2 separate regions of the Mus musculus genome follow, and region 1 is linked to region 2. A link is a contact called in public HiChIP or PLAC-seq data. All regions are on one chromosome and are shown on one strand. Each heading gives the region's core, a stretch centred on a gene start, on an enhancer-like site or on the middle of the called end of the contact. The rest is flanking DNA. Distances are from core to core; before and after follow the strand shown.

Region 1 (3,609 bases), core at 426-2,925, 860 kb before region 2:
AAACATCAGAGATAAATTTGTTCTATATCAGACCCTAGGGGTCACTTATCTTGCCTTAGGAGATTCACTCGCTCTTCAAGGTGCATCCGTATCTCTAGAAAGGCATAGATCTGTTCATGAGGGAGAAGAAAGGTTCCATTGAGAAGCTAATCTCAACACAAGTTTGTGTATGAACCAGTTAGTCCAGATCTCAATAGTGTTATGAAGAGAGGATCCTGAGAGGTCTTTCGGAAGATATCCTGGGATATCTTGGAGGTAGGAGATGTGTGTATAATCAGACAGATGGGGGTAGGGGTGGACATGTCCTCTAATGTAGCAAGGTTTCAGCAGAGAAAACAGATACGGTGGTCTAGATATGTCCCGGCTGCATGGTGATAGGGTGGGAGCCAAGGGCAAGCTGGGGTCTCAGTAAAGAAGAGAATGGTACTGACTCCACAGATGGGAGTCCTCAGGTATTCCTTAAACTCAGAGGTTAGTGTCTTTTGGGGGGACTCCCCAGGATTTGTGGCTCATTGTAGTGCAAGAGTCCTTGAGGGGGTTGATTGGTGGATTCCCCCAAACATCGCTGCTTTGCTGGCCTCTCATCCACATGTGTGTTGTGGAACAGCAGCCTGGGACGCTAGCCCACACTGGGTTGAGTCCTGTCCCTGCCTTGAAGCACTCCATAGCTTTTTAATGAGAGCTGTAAACTTTCAGTCACCTGGGAGCCTGCAAATGGCAGCAGCATTCTAGGCTCAGTGATCACAGTCAGGATGCCACCACCCCATCCTGCTTGCCTATCTCTTGACCATAGTGAAATGATTCTAAAGACCCTGGATTGTGGATGGACCTTTCCTTTCTGTGGCATCCTCAAGGGCCTCTGTAGGGGCTGGGAAGAAGCCAGGGACTCTGTTGCCCAGCCCTATGTGCTGAGTTCTCTAGGGTTTTACAGCATGTGGATGCCCTCTGAGAAGCCCACTTAGCACCTCTCTGAATGCTTGTATTGGCTGCTATTTTCTTCTACATAAAATATTCAGGTTCCCCATCCTGCTCTTGTAACAACCCATTTCCAGCATGATTAATTTGCTCGCTTGAACATGGTCCCTGCCTGGGATATGGCTGCCCCTGAATCCCACCCATGAGTTTGCCATAACTTGTGGCCTCCATCACTGAAAACCTATCGTCTCAGTTTAGTCATGTGTGGTCACAGAAACAAAGGTGACACTTTTCACCATCCCTCAGACAGACTCACTGGTCTGGAGTGGAGCAAGCCTGGTCATTACTGTCTGTAGCTACTGCTCTGAAGGGAGCAAAGTGTGTGTTGGAGACAAATGTTCTGGAATCCTAAAAGACTAGTGGTAGGTAACACCTGGCCACACTCAGGAATGCCTAGTTTGGTCTATCTAACTGCCTGTGTGACAGTATTCTACTAATGGAGACACCCCCAACCCTGAGCAGTCCCATGATGGAGCCCAGAGCAACACTGTGTCTCCAGCTTCACAGTTTGTTTAGACAGAAGACAGAATATCTTCCACTAGACACATGACTTAATCTTTAGTCTTGGGGTGTCCTAAATTTAAATCCTTTGAGAGAACCAAGAAGACGGTTCTCAAAAGCTGGCTCACTATAGTGTACTGACAGTGGTCTTGCTTTATGATGGTACAGGAAACATAAAAACCCACAGCACAAGTGTGACAGCAACACCTGTCAGTTTGCCTTCTGTGATGCAGTTCAGAAACAATTTGAAGGGTAGAAGGGCTCACAATCCTAAGATGGTATCAGAAGAAAGGGGTGGGCATTTTAAGATGAAGTTAGAATGTACCAGCTCAAGGAGTAGTTGTAAAGCCCTTTGTCTCTACTCCACCATGGAGATCTGTGCCCAATTCTAGTTCTACCTACTTCCATAACAACCACTGACCCCTGAGGGTTGGTGTCAAATGGAAGCTTCCCAAGGAGTTTGCCTTCATTACAGAACATGATCCCTCAAGTCTTCAACCCAGCAATTATGGGTCCTGATTCCAAACTAGAATTTAATCGATACTCTCTCATTAGGGCAAGTGTCTACCGGCATCTGCTGAGCCTAGCAACTAAAGTATTTATGACCAGACAAACCTGTTTTGACTGTCCTCTGCTGAAGCTCCATCACAGCCAGCCAGCCATGCCTCACACTGAAAGTTAAATCACTCTGAGCACAGTGTACAGAAACTGTATCCCAATAATCTCAAGGAAATGGAGATTGTAGGAGTCAAAACTCATATCAAAAGGTATACATTCTTCACGGTGCACATTGTCACCTTTCAGGTCTGGGCTGAGTTTATTGTGAATTTCTTAATTCTCTACTGTGGACATCACAATTGGTCAAGCATTGTTGGGAATTCAGGACACCATCTCAGGGAAGGAGCTACAGCACACCCCCAACCCAATCCATCCAAGAGTCTGCTTGGCCTCTCTCCTCTAGCCAGGGAATCTCTTGGGGTGTGTCTCTGATTCCAATTCCTTGTCTCAGGCACTTCCTGCATTTGGTGGCATTCAAAGCTCTGCCATTGAAGGCATCAGTGACTGTGTCCCCTAAGGAACCTCAGCTCCAGACTCTCTGGCTCAGCAGTTCTAAACCTGTGGGTTGTGACCCTTTTTTGGGGGGTCAAATGACATTTTCACAAAGGTCATATATCCTACATGTCAGATATTTACATTGTGATTCATAGCATCAACAAAATTAAAGTTATGAAAGAGCAATGAAATAATTTTAGGGTTAGGGGTCATCACAACATGAGGAACTGTATTAAAGGGTCACAGCACTGGACGATTGAGAACCACTGCTCTGGCTCCTCCAAATTCATTCTTCCCAAACAGTGGTCCATGGAGATCTGAGGTCCCTCATCCCACTGACACTGGTGTCCATCACATGCAGTTGTACCATGTCGCTTCTGTGCCTACTGTCCCCACTGCTGTTGTTGGTGTATGTATTGGCTTGCTTCTCTTCTCCTGGCATACCTATTACCCAGAAGAGTTATTGATATCAATGCTGGCCACCACATGGCTGTATTGGAGGTGGAGAAACCTGGGGCAGAGAATGAGGCAGGGAGGGCTGAGAGGAGACAGAGTAGGGACATACAGGCCACTGCAGGTCCCAGCATGTAGGCCATTCTAGAAGAAATAGAGGGCTTCTGTGAAAGATATGCATCTTCTCACAGCGGGTGCAGGTCTTTGAGGATGGAGGAGGTCTGTTGGGATGCTCTGAAGGTTGTGTTTGTTTATAATGGATTTCTAGACCAGACTAGCCTTGAACTCCCTATGTAGTTGAGGATGACATTGAAATTCCAGCCCCCCCTGCCTCTACCTCTTTAGTGCTGTGATTACAAGTGTGTACCAACTGGCTTATGTGGTTCTGGAGATTGAAACCAGGGCTTGAAGTATGCTAGGCAACACTGTACCAAAGGCTCAGCCCCTGAACTCTGTGTTTAAAGGGCTCTTCCCCATGAATGTCACTCTCAGATTTAGGAGGAAGCTATGGTCCCTTTGAAGCCAGTTCTTTTCCTGGCTCTAGTGGCTACCACTCCGTGCAACAACCCAAGATCATGGTGGGTTTCTACTAATACACTGGAATGGGAAAGATGTCCTGGGGGACTT
Region 2 (3,402 bases), core at 310-2,809:
CAGTAGTTGAGAGTTCTTGACTCTCTTGCAGAGGACCAGAATTCAGTTCTCTGCACCCACGTGGTAAATCACAGCCACCTGTAACTTTAGTTCCAGGGAATCAAATGCCTCCTCCTGGCCTCCAGAGGCACCAGGCACAAACAGAACACACACACACACACACACACACACACACACACACACACACACACACACAGCATACACAAAAGGTTGGGACATTCATTCCCTCAAGCCTCTTGACTTGTTCTGAATTACGAAAACCTCTGAAATGTTCTGTGAGGTTAAATAAGACCAATACTCAGCAGTGGTGGTACATACTGGTAATCCCAAGACTCAGAAGATTGAGACAGGAAGATCATGAGTTCTAGACCAGCCTGGACTACATAGTGAAAGTCTGTCTTATAAAAGCAAAAACAACAAGACCAGAAGCAAATGAAACTCACTAAAAATCTAGCTGAGTGTAGTGGCATTGTCCTTTAATGCTAATACTTGAGAGGCAGAGACAGGAGAATCTCTGTGTATTCAAGGCTATCCTGATCTACACAGCCATAAAGAGACCCTTTCCTGAGTCCCACTGTGGGCAGTGTCAGCAAAGAAGCTGATACAGAACCACTGTAGCCAAAACTGTCCATACTAGGAAGGATAGACCGTGTGACTGATAGGTCTGTAACCACTTATAACCCAGGTCAGTCTGATCAGTCAGTTCAAAGATCTCTCTCTCTCTCTCTCTCTCTCTCTCTCTCTCTCTCTCTCTCTCTCTCTCTCTCTCTCTTCCCCTCTTCTCCCCTCCTCTCCCCTCTCTCCCCTCTCTCCCCTCTCTCCCTCTCTCCCCTGTCTCCCCTCTCTCCCCTCTCTCCCCTCTCTCCCCTCTCTCCCCTCTCTCTCCTTCTCTCCTCTCTCCTCTCTCCTCTCTCCTCTCTCCTCTCTCCTCTCTCCTCTCTCCTCTCTCCTCTCTCCTCTCTCTGTGTAGCCCTGGCTGTTTTGGAACTTACTCTGTAGACCAAGCTGGCCTTGAACTCACAGAGATCTGCCTGCCTCTGCTGAGATTAAAGGTATTCAACATCACTGCCCAGCTTGGCTCCCCTCTTTCTTTACTGGGGTTCCTGCAGAGGGCTGTGGGGTTTCCTATGAGTGAAAGACAGAAGGAACCCCACTCTGAGGGTCAATTCTGGGACCTGGCTAGAGACACAGCACTCCTGGGATTCCAGAGTGGTATCTGGGCTGGACAATTCATTCTGCAGTGCACATCCTAGCAACCAGGCCTGGGCTGCAGGCAGAAGGTAGAGTATGGCTTGCAACAATGCTGGCTGGGAGCCAGCATCAGGACCACTTCCTGAATGAGTTCCCAGACATCTGGACATGTGAACTGTCTCCCATGGGAAGGACGCCCCTGTTTGCACCCCAACCCCCGGGAGTTTAAAGCAGCTTCTGCTTCTCCTGCCTCTAGTGAGTTCAGGAAACTCTTGCAAAGTTTTGCTTGAGCTAGGGGTGGCCACATCCTACCACCTGGGTTGTGGTGTTCTCTCTCTCTCTCTCTCTCTCTCTCTCTCTCTCTCTCTCTCTCTCTCTCTCTCCTCTAGCAGAAGAGGGCCTTTGGGCTAGGCTGTACTGTAGTAGAACCTGCGGAAGCCAGGCCCACAGCTGTGTTCAGGGCCATTAGGATCTCATACTGCATGGTCAGCAGCAGCTTACAACGGATGTTTGACCCGGTTTGAGGAACCCTGCCCACCAGAGCCCTGGTTGCTGGATGTGTCTGGAACAGTGCTGGGCTCTTGCAGCCTTCTGAGTGGCTTCTACATTGAGACCAATGTGATTTAGTCGTAATGGGATGGTTTTGAGAAGGGCCTTGGAGATGAGAGAAAACAACTCAGGATGTGTCTGTGAGAACATTTCCAGAGAAGATTAGCCCAGAGGGAAGGCTGCCCTGGATACAAGAGCCACCATTGCAGAGGCTAGAAACCTGGCTGTCATCAAAGGGGGAGCAGGGGTATCCTGCTAATGCCTGCATTCCTTGTTTCCTGAGCTGTTCTGCTCTGCCACGCCCACCCTGCTGTGATCAATAGAAACTGTGAATGGAAACAGATATTTCTGTGACAGTTTGTTTTCTCAGATACGTGCCTGTGCCTAAACAATGAAAAAGCTAACATGATATGGCCCCATTTCTAGACTGCTCTGCCCACCCCCGACCCCCGGGAAATCCTAGAATGGTGTCCATTCTCCCGAGGATCATTTGGTCCAAAAAGCACACAGAGTTTTGAATGAGAAACAGGAAATGGTATAGAGATACACACACACACACACACACACACACACACACACACACACACACACACACATCTGGTGTAATCTTCCTGCAAATTCTGCTACAGTAAAGGCTATCATTCTAGCCCGAGGGCCCCCTTCCATGACAGTCAAGCTGGGGGGGAGACAGACAGACAGACAGAGAGAATGAAACATGCATGCAGACACACACACACACACGTGTGTGTGTGTGTGTGTGTGTGTATATATATATATATATATATATATGTATATATAGATATATGCATATATAGATATACGCATATATATATATAGATAGATATAGATATATATATATACACACACATACATATCATAGCCCTAGCCTGGGCTAATAGCTCATTTAGTCATCTTCTGGGGGCAGGACGAGCATCTCATTCCTGTCAACACATTCCAAGGATACACAGAGCCCTTCTTGTTCCCATAGTGACCTTACTCTCTAGATTTCTCTCCTCCGGTCCCTTGTTTATAAAGACTGTTCTCCCAGCCTAAGAGATGGACCCAGAGGCAAAATAAACACATAGCCTAGCCTGCCTTGCTTCATAGCTCTTGATGGGAGAAAGGGGGAAGAAAGCAAAGGCTTTCTTTTCAGAAAAGGCAAAGTTCCCTCTTCAGAAGAGGAAGCTGACAAAGCGGGCTGCCGCCCAGGAAGTGGAAAGACACCTGCTACTTACTGTGTTTCCTCCGAGGCTACAGGCTTGACGTAATAGTCACTTGAGTAGAGAACCACATTGGCTATCTGTTCCACTGCAAAGGGAAGACAGGAGGGGGTGGTCAGGGCAGCCCCTCGTGCCTTCAAGGAGACACACAGGACCATTTGACTCTGGCTTTCTCAGCCCTCGGCTTCAAGCTGCAATTTTTCAAGGTCTGGTTGCAGGCCATTTCTGTATACCAGTGACTCACTCTGCGTTACCAAAACACCGGGCTCTGAGATTCGGCTCCAGGAAGCACCCTTCTCTCCTCCAAACCCATAATCTCTTAAAATCAAGCTTGAGGATTAAGAGAAACAATTTCAAGTTCCCATCACAGTACCCAACTTATAGAAAACTACTAATGTTTTGTTTCAGAAAATTTCACCGTTTCAAGGTCATTGGTATTATT

The links. HiChIP or PLAC-seq counts read pairs in DNA pulled down with a chosen protein or histone mark.
Region 1: a contact with region 2 is called in an H3K27ac HiChIP or PLAC-seq map of double positive thymocytes, with 4 times the contacts expected there. The contact joins two enhancer-like sites. A contact is called at or near these places in 2 of 115 datasets of contacts at active chromatin or transcription factors (double positive thymocytes and microglia).

Annotation. Positions count from the first base shown.
Region 1 is chr1:88,682,992-88,686,600 of GRCm38.p6, reverse strand. No RefSeq gene overlaps it. Among named protein-coding and RNA genes, the nearest start is that of Arl4c, 17 kb to the left of the region's middle. Within about 2 kb of position 1,675, at least 23 of the 459 cell types and tissues checked have an H3K27ac peak or open chromatin away from gene starts, as enhancers often do. A contact at or near this core is called in double positive thymocytes, where this site is marked.
Region 2 is chr1:87,828,043-87,831,444 of GRCm38.p6, reverse strand. Sag (S-antigen, retina and pineal gland (arrestin)) reads right to left here. Exons shown (of 16, transcript NM_009118.2): 10 at 2,976-3,048. Among named protein-coding and RNA genes, the nearest start is that of Dgkd, 24 kb to the left of the region's middle. Within about 2 kb of position 1,559, at least 154 of the 459 cell types and tissues checked have an H3K27ac peak or open chromatin away from gene starts, as enhancers often do. A contact at or near this core is called in double positive thymocytes, where this site is marked.